3 separate regions of the Mus musculus genome follow, and all the other regions are linked to region 1. The links are chromatin contacts, called in public Hi-C maps. All regions are on one chromosome and are shown on one strand. The core of a region is the stretch at or near the end of the contact, and the rest is flanking DNA. Distances in the headings are between cores, read along the strand shown.

Evidence for each region. A called contact is a pair of places that touch in the nucleus more often than the background predicts.
Region 2: a contact with region 1 is called in a Hi-C map of the N1E-115 cell line, with 3 times the contacts expected there. The contact joins two enhancer-like sites. A contact is called at or near these places in 3 of 484 Hi-C or Micro-C datasets (the HL-1 cell line, the N1E-115 cell line and bone marrow-derived macrophages) and 1 of 115 datasets of contacts at active chromatin or transcription factors (pancreatic cancer cells).
Region 3: a Hi-C map of muscle stem cells shows a contact between it and region 1, with 1.9 times the contacts expected there. The contact joins two enhancer-like sites. A contact is called at or near these places in 3 of 484 Hi-C or Micro-C datasets (CD8 T cells, muscle stem cells and nephron progenitors) and 2 of 115 datasets of contacts at active chromatin or transcription factors (both in embryonic stem cells).

What each region holds. Positions count from the first base shown.
Region 1 is chr12:70,781,072-70,785,836 of GRCm38.p6, forward strand. No RefSeq gene overlaps it. Among named protein-coding and RNA genes, the nearest start is that of Gm51973, 37 kb to the left of the region's middle. Within about 2 kb of position 3,075, at least 27 of the 459 cell types and tissues checked have an H3K27ac peak or open chromatin away from gene starts, as enhancers often do. A contact at or near this core is called in the N1E-115 cell line and muscle stem cells, where this site is marked.
Region 2 is chr12:70,653,491-70,658,076 of GRCm38.p6, forward strand. No RefSeq gene overlaps it. Among named protein-coding and RNA genes, the nearest start is that of Gm24474, 6.0 kb to the left of the region's middle. Within about 2 kb of position 1,266, at least 44 of the 459 cell types and tissues checked have an H3K27ac peak or open chromatin away from gene starts, as enhancers often do. A contact at or near this core is called in the N1E-115 cell line, where this site is marked.
Region 3 is chr12:70,597,352-70,601,679 of GRCm38.p6, forward strand. All of the region lies in intron 1 of Gm40436 (a long non-coding RNA gene), which reads left to right. Among named protein-coding and RNA genes, the nearest start is that of Gm40436, 8.9 kb to the left of the region's middle. Within about 2 kb of position 1,325, at least 26 of the 459 cell types and tissues checked have an H3K27ac peak or open chromatin away from gene starts, as enhancers often do. A contact at or near this core is called in muscle stem cells, where this site is marked.

The DNA.
Region 1 (4,765 bases), core at 1,825-4,324:
TGGAATCCTCTATCAGTTTGGTAATATAAATTTTTGTGTCCCATCACAAAGCATATTCATGTGTTGAAATTTTAATTCCCAAGGTGACAGCATGCCAGACAAGAGGATGTTTTAGGGAAATCATAAAGTCATGACGGAGAACCCTAATGAATGGAATTAACTTCTGATAGCACCATCAAAGCGCTAGCCAGCTCTTCTGGGTGAGGTCATATTATGAACACAAATTCTGAACCAAAACTTGGACACTCACTAGACAGAAACTGTGTTTGCATTTTGATTTTGAAGTCAGCAGATGCCAGAGAAACAAATGTCACAGTCTACGGCATTTTGTAATTAATAACAACTCAGAAAGACTAAAAACAAGAGGACTGGCTTCTATATTATTAACTCTTCTGGTAGTGTGGGTCCACTAAAAAAAGTTCCAGCTAAAATTCTCTTTAAATATTTGCACTTAAATTTAGGCTTGCTATATCAAGACTTGTAATCAGAATTACAAGTGATTTTCCCACTTTTTTGTAACTCTATATTTCCTAAATACATTTCAAAAACCAATTTTGATACCCAAGTCAGGTCCAAGCACCCATCCTTAGTAAGTTAGTAATAGGAAGCAAATTAACCATGGAAAGCAGGAAAAAGATGTATTCAATGTGACCACACTAAGAAAAAAGGCAGAAAGATCTGGCAACCCCTGAAGTCTACCTTTGGGATCCTGAAGTGAGATCAAAATTTCAACAGAAGGCCAAGTATATAAAGATAAGCAGTTCTGGTCAGGGTGTAGTCCTGCCCAGCTTGCCCTATCACTGTCTGGGTTTCAGTCATATTCTGCAAGGTGGTTTAATCGCTTGTAACTGTGAAATCTCCTTTAGGGAGACAAGTGCCCCCTCTTGTTGCCCTTTTCTTTCTCCCAGCATGAGATTTCTGGGAAATTCTCATTTCTCTGGGATCTATTGTTTCGACAGTCTGATAGTCAGATTGAGACACTGGGTTTCTGTTTAGAATATTCATTGGTGTCAGGCCTGTCACAATGTCATATTCCATCTACAGAAAAGTCACCCAGTAGACCAAGTTAGTATAGGATTAACTTGGGACCTCGAATCTATGGCTATTCGATAGCTTGGCCCCCTCTATAATTTGAGGTAGCATGTATACCTTGAAAAACTGACAATGTAATATTTTATCCGTTTTTGAGACCCATTGAAGAAGAATACAACTAGATTTAGCAAACATTACTTTATTCATTGGTTAAAAGGGCAGGCAGGAGCACTGAGACACTTATGTCCCAAGACCTCCATGACTAAATCCTTCCTGTGCCTAGTCCTTAGACTCCGAGCTAGTCTGCAGTGGCTCAATTACCCAGATTCCATGCCATTGACTCTGGAGGATCAGAAAAATTAGTGTCAACTGAAAAATTGATGACTTAGTCAGAAGCAGGATGGGTTAGTCCCCTGAGACTAGGGAACGCCTGTTCTCTCCTGGGCAGGGGAAGGACCTGCTCCTGCCATACCCCTGTATCCTCCTGTGGTGCTTCAAGGTCAAAGAAAGGATGAGTCAAGAAGCAACTTGGCAGCTCCTTCTTGGAATCCTGGCCTGGAGGAAGAAAGCTCTTCCCACTCCACACAAAAACATTCCCTCACACACATCCATATGCAGACACTGGCATAACCATAAACACTCACAGTTCATGCACTGAGACACTTACAGCTGCCCAGATTTAATCACACAGTCACACAAACACAAGCACATATGCACTGCACACCTTCACATTCACATAGACACATATATGCACAAACCCACTAAGCGCTGTGCAGGCTGTGTGCACAGGTCTCTACCCTCCTCTCCTTCCCCTACTTTTCTTCCTTAAACTTCTGTTTTAGTGATGCTCTGGCCTTGAGCTAGACTGCATGATCACCGCCTCAGCCTGTCAATTTTTCCTTTCCTAACAGCTCTAAGATTGAGGGTCTTTAATTAATGCTGTAAAACAGGAAGTCTGTGATGACCGGAAGTAAGACTGTAGGGCTAGCAGGAAAGAGCTGGTCAGACGATCAGCTTTGGAAATATTAGATCAGACGATCTCGTCAGCCTTTCTTGCTCAAATACACTGTGGAATTGGCTGTGTTTGCACCACATGGCAGAAAGTGAACTCCACATTTAATATGTAGGGGGTCACGGTCGCGGAGATCAAAGAATGAACTGGCCCGGTCTAATCCTGATGGACAGGAAGTGAGTGGGCACATCGTCCACATTGTTATCTGTTCCTTAAATTTCTTTGATTTAGCTTTACTATTTTCACTACCCAGTGAAATCCATGGGATTGGAAATTTTCAAAATTATAGGTAACCCCTGTAAGAAACAGATTGTGGTCCATTTTCAATAGAAGGTGAGTTTAGGGTTTACTGGAGTCACAGAGGAGCCAGACACACCAGACCCCGCCCCTCCCCCGCCCCCGCCCCCCAAAGCTCATACCTGGCACCATCGGGCAACATCTGCTTGGAGCTTTATCAGAAAAGGGGGGCAGTCCCAAGCCCCAATTTGTTCATTGGATGAGTCTCTGTGTACTAAGCCAATGAAAAGAGGATTTGGAGAAGGGAGCAAGGCTTGACCCACGGAAAGAGAGACCGGGAGTGATGAGAGTATTCATTCTAAAAGAGTCCTCCTCCAAATCTGCAAGCCACGCTGGCCTTTTCTCCACACTGGGGTCTCTTTCTGCAGAACTGTATATTAAAAGCTGCTTCGTTTTTACTAGTCTGTTGAATTTGCTATCTTATTTTCCGACAAAGCCAAAACAGCTCCCTCCTCGCCACACCATTCCCTCCTCAGAGACGAGTGCTGTTGGTGGCCACACAGCAAATGTGGGCTGTTCGGCTCCTTCATGACAGAAATGATAGCCTAGTGCGTGAGTTGCCTTGGGCTTGCCTTTCCCCTCACTTAATCGTTTCTGGCAGGTCTTTCTATTAAGTGATTTTTAAATGAGGCTAGTCCCTGGCCCTCTAGGCAGGGCCTTTCCCCCACTCCCGCCCAGTGCCACGACGCCGTGACACTGAGCTTGTGGTTCTCTTACAGTCCCTAATTCCTGGTCCCCGCCTTTCCCATCCGTCAGTCACTGCGCCCTCTCCCTCTGCAGTGTCTGTCTGGGCTCCCGCCTGTCTGCTGTGGCCAAGAGAAGGAAGCAGAGTCGTCTCACTGTAATTATTTGAGGTTCTGGGCAGATTGTGTGTGTGTGTGCATCAGATCCCGTAACACAAAACAGAAGAAAACCATTACATCCCAAACCCGACTATTTACTTTCCCACACAGGGTTTTGGGGCAAGGGTGGGGGACTGCTACTGCATCATCTGAAAGAGGGAGCTGGTATCCCGCTGGAGCCTTGATCTTCAGAGTCTGGGAGCCCTGACTGGGTGAGGCCCAGGAAAGCAAGACTCACAGGAAGCTTGAGAATTCCTGTGCCAGGGAGGGTAGCCCAGCATCAAGACAACACAGACACAGACACAGTCAGATTCTTTTCCTCAAATCCAAAGGTCCACGAGCGGCCTTTTGTCTCTAAGCTCTGAGCAGAGAGCTATCCCTGTACAGCTTTGCCTTGGCATCCAGGAAATACATGTTGTAGCCTCTCTTGCATAAGTTTTTATTGATATTCTGCTTTGTTTCCTGTGCATCCATCCTTAGAATAAACATTCATGTGTAAAGTAGGCACAGTAAGATATTAATATTAATAACTAATAATAGAATAATTATACCAATGTGCTATAATAAAAAGTAAATTAAATCATATGAATGATTTATTTCTGAGATTTTTCCATTTAATATTTTTGGGTCATAGGTACCTTTTAGGCAATTGGAACTTGGAAAGTAAAGCCATAAATAGAGGGACATCCCCCTGGTGATGGCATTATGGTTAAATTATGGTATCCTGTAACTTTGTGAGAGAAATCATGAAAAGTACTGATGATACACTTGTTAACAATGGTCCCCCAAATACCAACCAATATGTGAGCTTCCTCCTCTCCCTTCTTTTCCTCAGACTTCTTATGTCTGTCTGGAGGTCCATCTTTTCCTTCTCCGGGTTGGGATGCTGGAAACCCGCTGCCTCTCTTGCCTGGCCCTTCCTGGGCGGAGGTCTTTTCCTAAAACACCAAAGCTGCTTATATCCGATCTTCGTTCAAACCCCAGCTCAGCTATCGTGTGCATTCGCTTCTTCGTATGCTTGCCCTTCATTTCTTCAGTAGATATGTGCCAGCAACTGTTACGTACCAAACATTGGAGTGCTGATGGAGGGAAGAGACTCAGTCCGTGCTATGAAGGAGCTCAGGCTACCAGGGGTCAGAGACAGGCCAATGAGCTATCCTAGTGTGGGGCACACAAAGTCATTCAGGTTTAATGTCTTCTCTGCTCTCTGTTACTCCAACAATATTTTTCAAATCCCCTATTGAATTTTTATGTTCTTTTATAGTGTTTATTTTTTTAGTAACCTTCCTACTCTCTGGTTATTCTTTTTTTTTTCTTCTTATTTTTTAAAAACATCATCTTCTAAACGGTGTGAAAGAATCATCCATAATTGTGCATTTTAATCAGGAGCGCTACTAGGAACTTGACCAGGAAGCCTGGCCTTGATTATCCTAGCCTTGTAATGTTGTGCTGCGCGTAGGGTCCAAGGAGACTGTTCTGTTGCCTGCTACTTCCTCCGCTGTGGTTTGGAGTCAAAAAAGCTGTGCTCTCTGGATTTACAGACAACTGGAAGAGAGCATCCCCGCACAGTGACAATACTGGA
Region 2 (4,586 bases), core at 16-2,515, 130 kb before region 1:
TTCCCTCCTTCCTTTATGGTTACACTGTGATATTTGTCTTTTTTGAATTTATCTCTCTACTTCCCTTGATTGTTAAAAGAAAAAAATATATTGGAAGAGATATGAAGAAAACTCTAATACTGTGCTACAAAAATGTGGTTGCTTCTTAGAAAATCTTGCTGCCATGTAATTTTGAAAAACAAAATCAGAAAATCAAGATGTTGGCCAGTGACCTCTGCCCCTGCCCAGTGACCCTCCTAAAATGCCACCCAATCCCATTAATAGTTCTTGACAACTCTATGGAATGCCATCTTAAACACTTCAAGCATATGTGGAGCGTATAAAATAACACAGGGGAATTTATAGATTATGGTTTCCCACTAACTGTTCATCTCTGGGCTCCAAAGGACTTCTTTGTAAAGCAGATATTTGCTCATTTGATAAATGAGACAACTCCTGTCGGGTAAGCATTTTAAAAGATGTATATCACTTGCGTGTATCAATGACCAGCAGAACCAATACCTTATAGTAGACTCACTGCCTCATCCCAGCTCTGTAAGAAACATTGAGCTTTGTCTCCACTCTCAGTGGAGAGCGAATGAAGCAATGCACGGGAGAAACAAATAGCTCACAGGTGTTACCCTGGCTGCGTTGTTTCCCCTGGGCCCGTGTTTCTCCATCTGTAATCAAAAATAATAAAGTTGCTTTTCCCAAGAAAGCGTGACACATAAGAAGTGTCCAGCAGAAGTTGGCTCGTCACGACTGTTATGCATGCCATTGTTTATTTGTACACACAATAAGAAAGAAAGAAGTGACCAGTGCATAGTGAAGAGGTAGGGACCATTTGTTTAGAGAGTTTAGACTCGAACTGGGCTTTTTTTTGTGTGTTAGGTAAAATACAACTAGCTGGGGACCTAAACAAGAAAGGGGTCATCTGAGGTGGGAAATGACAGCTGGAAAGGAGTGCTGCCACTGGAGAGAAGAGCCTCATGGTTCAGTGGGAGTGGATTGACCTTTCTGAGGAAGAAAATGGAGATGGGTGCAGTGAGACTATGGAAGCTTTACAAGTCGGGCAAGGGTGTTTGGATTTGATAGGCTCCAACAATGCATTGTCTAATCTTGATTGAGAGAGGGATGGGACCAGGAAGAGACTGTCCTGAGATGCAAGCTGGTGGGCAGGAAGCCCAACTCAGGGAGGCTAGAGGGAAGGCTGTGGCAACAGCCAAGCTGAGCTGTCATCGGAGGTTGGCAAGCAGAGTTGAGAAAGAGTCAGGGCCAAGTTACTGTCAAGGCCTTGAAAAGTTGCAGAGCCGTGAGGGAACACAGTTGCAACTTGGGAATCTGGTGCCATGGTTTACAAACACAGTTGACACATAAACGTGGATTTATGTAACAACTGAGGCTACATAATTGAAAGGTCACTGAATAGCTGAGGTCATTGTCTGTGGCCAAGCAGGAAAACCAAGACTAGCAACTGAGAAAAAAAAGGTTGAGAGACCAGTTCCCACTTGGATTTTTATAGTTGTTTCTATGTTGCCTGTATCTTACTTAGGGTTTCTACTGCTGGGATGAAACACAGTCACCAAAAGCAACTTAGGGAGAAAAAAGATTTATCTTGCTTTCAGGTAACAGTCCATCCCTGAAGAAATCAAGGCAAGAAGTGAAGGAGAGGGCGCGGAGGGTGCTGCTTACTGACCTCCTGATAGCTTACTCATTCTGCTTTCTCATACCTCCCAGGACCACCTTCCCCAGCAAACCCCACCCACGATGGGCTGGGCCCTCCCACAATCAATCACTAACTAAGAAAATAGACCACAGGCTTGCCCACAGGTTAGTCTGATAGAGGCATTTTCTTAATTGAAGTCCTCTCTTCCTAAATGACTCTACCTTGTGTCAAGTTGACACAAACGAGCCAGCACAGCATGTTGGCCTGCTGGGTAAAAAAAAAACCTGCCAAACACTGGTTGAAAAGAAAGACCTGTGATGACCTACCTGCCTATGTTCATCCTGCAGTGGTTACTGGAGGGGAGAGCAGCAGGCCCACATGTGAGGCTGAAATGAGTTCTTTGCTAAGAAGCTGGAAGGCTGGCAGTCCACTGGAGGAATAGTAGCTGTGTGTCGGGGAGCAGGGAGTCGTGATGTGGTGGTAAAGGTTGTTGCTCACTTTCCTCCAGTAAATGAAAACCTTATAATGCATTGTCCAGTAAATGACTGTCCATTCAACATGCTGAGTCATAGCTGTCATGATTAATTCCTAGGCCAGTCATGATGGCAGACACCTCTAATCACAGCAATCTGGAAACATGGGCCAAAAGACCATGGTGACTCACCTGATCTATGTAGTAAGTTCCAGGCCATCAGGGGTTACATGGTGAGACAAACGCTATGTCAAACAAACAAACAAACAAACAAACAAAAAACCAAAAGGAACTGCGATGAGGAATTCTCTAGTTCTGAAGATCTGGCTGATGTCACTTAAATGTATGCAATTTCATCCTTTTCCCTGCAAATGCTATAAATTCATTCTTTGTTATCCATTCATCTGTGGCTAGCCACCTACCCTGATTCTGTAATTTGGTCATTGTGGACAGTGCTGTATAAAGATGGGTGTGCCGGTGCCTCTGTGGTGAGCTGACCTGTGGTCCTTCGGGTAGATGCTCAGCGGGGGAGGGGTATGGCTGGGTCATACACACGTTTACTTGTAATTTTCTTTGAGAAATCTCCCTGCAGATGCCCACAGCATTGTATGTACTGATGTCTATCCCTTCCAGCAGTGAGTGAGGGTTCCTCATCCCACATCCTAACCAGCATCTGTTGTTTTCTTGGTCATAGCCATTCAGACGAGGGTGAGAAGGCATCTCAGTGCAGTTTTGACTTCCTCTTCCCTGGTGGGTTAGGGTGTTAAACATTGCTTTGTATTCATTAGCCGTTTGTACTTCCTTCTCTGAGAATGGCTGGTTAAGCCCACAGTACGTTTATTGATTGGATAATGTTTCCACCCATCTGTAGAATCTACTGCAGAGAGTTAAAAAGAGAAGCACATGAAATTAAAAGGGGGACTCCAGGGATGTGAAAAGGGGGAGCTATAAGGGAAGGGGGCCATAAGAAAGACCACTAAAGGAAGGAATATGAGCAAAATGCATTATATTCATACATGTAAAAGCCATGAAGCTCACTTCGTTGTACAATTAACATATGCTAATAAAGATGCAAGACAAATAATAGTAATTAATGTCTGCGGAGCCACATGTAGAACTCTGAAGGTGAAGATATTAGCATGCATCATCTCTTCAGGCTAAGAGGCCTCAAGTTCAAAGCCTGGATCACATTCATGCTGCCGTCATTTTAAGAAGGTCACACTCTGCAGGCTTACAGCTACAATCCAAAAGGGGGGAAAGTGCCAAGTGCCTGTCATCTTCAAAAGTGCAAAGCCCGGGGGAGGGACAGACACTGCAGGAAATGTGCCACCTGGGCCCCAAGTTGACTCTCCTCAGAACCTGTTTTCTTTGAGCACCCAAGCTGGCTGTTACTACACTTCTTGGACTGCGGAAACTTAAACCTGAGGCTCCCAAAAGTGGCCAGTGTGGTTAGAACAGCAGGTGTGGACTGACCAAGGAATCTCCAAGGCTCTTGACTGGAAAGTGTTAGCATGCCTGCTGTCACATGGGCTGTCCAAACGTTTGCTGGAGCGAGCCATTCAGTCAGTAAATCAGAAACAGCTTTGAGCATATGTGAGCAGGATCTTTTGTTTTCTTACTTCAGGAACTGGCCTTAATTTGTATCGTGTTTTATTTTGTTTATTCAAATTGTGTTTTATAATTTTTAATTGCATTTTCCTTCTGGGTCTACCAGAAGGCAGGCAGTATGGTGAGGAGAACTCAGAGAGTTGGATGGTTCAGAGACTAGAAATGAGGGATCCTTTCAGTGGAGAAAGCTATGTCTCAGAAGGCTAACAACCTCAACTTGATATGTGTTTGACAAAAGAGATGCTTCCGTCAGTGGAATTATCTGGCTTTACCCACTTTGGGCTTGAATCCTCATGCTTCCTGGAGCTATGCGCTAACTTCCTGAAATGCTAAGTCTGAGGTTTATGCCATAGCATAGGGATAAAGTCTTTCTGGGGCCAGCCCCAGATCATGGATGCAGAGACAATGCAGCCCTACACTCACATTTGTCTGTAGGCCGTTGAGAAGCTTCTTAATTCAAATTCCTAAGGCAGAACTCATTCTGTAGCGCAGGAGGCTGGGAAGAGTCCCCATGAGTGGTTCCATGTCTGATCTTTTCTAAGCAGAACTGTGCTGTTCATTCCTCAGGTCTGTGTTCAGCTAGAGCTACCAGGAACAGTGAACTTCAGGAATCCATCACAATGCTTTCAAGGGGAGAGTCCAAGGAGCAGACACATACACAACAATAGCTCAGGAAGGAGGATAAACAGTTTCCATTCAGCTGTGCATGTCAAAAACCATCATACTAGAGAGAGGCATAAGGGTGCACGAGAGCCCGCAGCCAACCATTTAGTATATTTCTTTAGCACAGTTGTATTGGATAAGTGGGAGCCTTGAACCCTTAAGTACATTATACACACACACACACACACATGCACACGC
Region 3 (4,328 bases), core at 75-2,574, 190 kb before region 1:
CATTTCAACTTCTCCAATCTTTCTAAAAATTGTCATCTATTTATAGGGGAATTGAAAGCTTTGTGATATTTCATTGGCGTGCATGTTGCTTAATTAAGCTCTATAATTACAGTAAAAACTGAGGCAGTACAAACAGGTTTGGGAACAAACACAACCAATTCTTGGTGGGTTGCAAAGCACAGCTAGTGGGAGTGTGTGATTCACACAGAACCTGGACGGTGAGTACTCTTCATGGTGCTGTTAGACAAGTGATTGTAACGGATGCAGAGTCAGTTAATCGGGAGGCCTTTGAGACATCCAGGGGGCTATCTAAGCTCTAAAGAGCTTCCTTTGCACAGTAACTTATTTGACCAATTTCCCATGTTGGGCATCTGAGCACCCCACCTCTATGCCACTGTTAAAGTAACGCAGCATTCAGTACCCACGCAGGTAAATCACTGGGCACCATCATGATTATTCCCAGACTTGGAATGGCAGGGTAAAATTATATACATCTTGAAAGCCTTTAGTGCATATTTTTGAATTGCCCTTCAGAAAGGTTTCCCTGGAGTTGATATTTTAAAACACAATTTAAAATAACCAGAGGGCTTTGACTAGGCAGTCTAATTAAACAACCAACTCCATTTTCCCGCATGTGGTAAGAATTTAAGCTCCCCCCCATAAACAGTGATTTCACCTCCTTTTAGGCATGGTTGGAAAACACCTCCTTTTTTTGTTTTCTGCGACAATAGCAACGGTTCCCACGGACAGAATTTATTTTTTCATCTAGTAATTCAATCCATTTGGTTTTAGGATGTGGCTAGGAAAAATGAGCCAAAGATGCAAGATTAAGGCAGCTTGACTCTTATGCCATGTATGTAGTCCAACTTTGGGTTTGGCCCGGTCCAGTTGCCATGGTTTGTGAGGTTGTGTTGTAGCAACAAGGTCCTCAAGCTTCAGTGTGTGAAATGTGAGGTCCCTCCGTGAGGAACATTCTGAACTCTGGGAGGGAAAGGCTCGGGGATCAGGTGGTGTCTTGGACCAGCTCTCTGGAATGCCCATTCTATCCCAAGTTCCAGCCAAGAGCAAAACAGTCATCAATTCTCTAAAGAGCTTTTTCCGTCCTTTGGAACATCCCCCGGGTGGGAATCCAACATGCTAAGGTTGACAGGGTGTGAATGAGGGACACGCGGCCATCGAGCTTAAACTAATGTGAATCACAGTATAGGCATACGACTGCGTCCCTTGGCTTTCTTCCTGCGTATCTGGGACGAGGAGGGTGCACGAGGGAGCTAGTCTGATGCCTTTTGGCACCCGTTGGGGCTTGACGTGGCTGTGGGGAGGAGGGTGTTGGAGAGAGTGTGGAAAATGGAACTGAAATCTCTGCTTCCCTCAGGCCACACATCTGGACAGCTGGACCAAGAGTAAAAAGCCACAGGACTGGGACAAAATGGAGTCAGAGTCACCAGCATAGTCCCTAGGCAGTAGAATGAGGTCTGGGTGGGTAAACTCAGCCAAGATGGCACAGTATGACCTTGGAGGGCAGCTTCTAAAATCTTCGCAAATATCTGTGTGGGTTAAGTTCTGCTAACTTAAAACACTGGTGTGAAATGGGCTGCTAGGATTTATTTAGGTGAAAGGGATAGATATCTGTCAGTGTCAGCAGGTTGTATAGATATTATACTTTTGTTTTCTAAAAATGTCCAAATCTTACAGAGGAGCAGGAAGGGTCATTAAAGCTCTGGCCAGGCAATCTTTGCTCCTACCCATGGAGAGAGAACAGAAAGGCTTTGCTCCCACCCATGGAGAGAGAACAGAAAGGCTTTGCTCCCACCCATGGAGAGAGAACAGAAAGGATTCTGGACCCTTTCCCATGTCTCTCCCAAATGCTAGTAGGGGCCTAGAATTCCCCAGAAGAAATTCATCTGGGGGGAGTTCATGGTAAGCGAAAACATTTTCAAAGTCAAAGACACATAATAAATAAAATATATGGAAGGGCAATGAGAGACAAGAGGCCTAGCTGAGGGAAGTGATTCATCAGTACATCACTGATCAATACATACTTGGTCATGTACGTATCCAGTCCCTGGGTCTTCCTTTTCAGAGAACATTGCTGCCCTGGTTTCAGTGTCAATCACAATCTAGTTCTTCCTTAGTGTCTTGCTTTTATTTTTAATGCTTTTTTTTCCCTTTGAGGCAGGGTCTTGCTGTTTAGCTAAGGCTGGCCACAGTCTTGCCATCTTCCTGCCTTAGCTATTTCAGTCTTAGGATTATAAGTGTCCCCACTTAGTTCATAGGCACTTAATTTTTATTTTTTTTAATTTATTCTTTCTATTAATTAACTAATTAATTTACTTCACATCCAGATGGCAGCTTCTCCTCCCTCTTCTCCTCCCAATCCTTCCCTCTTACCTCCCCTCTCCCTAACGCTCTCTCTTTCTCCTCAGAAAAGAGGAGGCCTCCCATGGATATCAACCTGCCTTGGCAAGCCAAGCTGTAGCAGGATTCGATGCATCTTCTTCTACTGAGACTCCTATTTTAGGTGTTAGAGTGTATGTATGTGCACCATGTGCATGCAGTACCTGTGCAGACCTGCAGAGGGCGTGGAATACCCTGGAACTGGAGTTACAGAAGGTGTAAGCCACCATGTGAGCGCTGGGAACGGAACCCAGGTTTGCTGTAAGATCAAGTTCTCTTAACTGCTGAGCCATCATCGATTGTTCCAGTCCCAAGAAGCACTACATTTTAATGGAGCTGATATTAACTCTATTTTCTTTGTGGCTTTGGCTTTTACTTCTTACTCTAAAGTGATTTTCTAACAGTTTTAAAGATATGATCCAGTATGTATGTATGTATGTATGTATGTATGTATGTATGTATGTATGTATTTCTTAAAATGTCACTATTAATTTCCCCCCTAAAGTTTTTAATTCACCAGAATTTTCATGTAAGTTCTTAAGAGGAGACCAAATTTGAACTGTTTTCTTTATGAACAGAATGTGGTGTGTGTGTGTGTGTGTGTGTGTGTGTGTGTGTGTGTTTGTGTGTGTGCCTGTATGTGTTGTGTGTGTGTGTGTGTGTGTGTGTGTGTGTGTGTGTGTGTGTGCGTGGTGTGTGCATGGTGTGTGTGTATGATGAGTGTTGATTGAAGCTAGGGCCTTGGATATCCTAGACAGATACACTGCCACTAGGTTTTATCTCCAGGCCCTTCAGCTCCATTTTTAAAGTCCATGTTTTGCACTGAAATGTCCTCTCTGCCGTCATCCACATATGTTATAATCCTCTCTGATCTATTTCATCCTAGAATTACACACCAGTGGTTCAGTTAACATACTATATAGTAATTCTTTACAAGCACTTAGACGAATTCTTCCCCTCCTGGCTCAGTTATTCAAGAGTACTCTTACTTCCTCCTCAGGCACGGTAAATACAGCCTGTCTGACTGTGTACTACGCATGAAGGGAAACTGAGTAGTGCGGGTGGGGAGTGGGGTAGGATCTCTTCAGTTTAGAATTGCATTGTGTTTATGGAGTCTGGGATACATTGCATCTTTACAGTTTTGAGTTAACTAATTCATAGCAAAACCTTGCTGTCCACGAGTTTGCTTAACCTTTGTAATGTATTATAATTTTCCCTATAAAGGTCCTGTACATTTTTCTTAGACATATTGCTTTTAACTTTGGTGGATTTTGTGAATTACAACTTAAAAATCTCGATTTGGAGCACTTTCTCAGAACGCTTTCTGAGTGTGTGTGGACTGGTGTTGATGCCAGAGGACTCAGCTGTCATGCCTCAGGCTCTGGCAACCATTTTTACTGTAGAGGCAGGACCTCTCACTGGCCTGGCATTTACTAAAGAGTCTAGACTGTCTGTCCTGTTAGCCCTGGGATCTGCCTGTCTGCACTTGCCCAGCTTTGGGGCATGAACACATGCATGAACCCTCCACTCCCAAATTTGTGGTTTACTCTCTGTTTGTTCGTTTTTGTTTTTTCACAGGTTTTCACAGGGATCGAACTCTGATCCTTGTAACTGCATGGCAAGGACTGTATCAACCGAGTTATCTCCCCAGCCCCTAACTCTTAGTTTTTATTTTTATGAAATGCTATTGATATTTGTGATAATTCATTTTTAACAGTAAACTTGACTGGATCTAGAGTCACCATGCACACTTTTGGGTATGTCTATAAAGGTATTTCCAAAGATTTATTTGAGAAGGGAAGACACACCCTAAACAGGGACCGCAGGATTCCATGCCTTGGGTATATGAGAAAAGGTGAGTGGACCCAGAAGCTCCAGTCTTCATTTCTCTCTGCTTCCTGATTGTGGATTCTCATGACCAGCCACCTCCC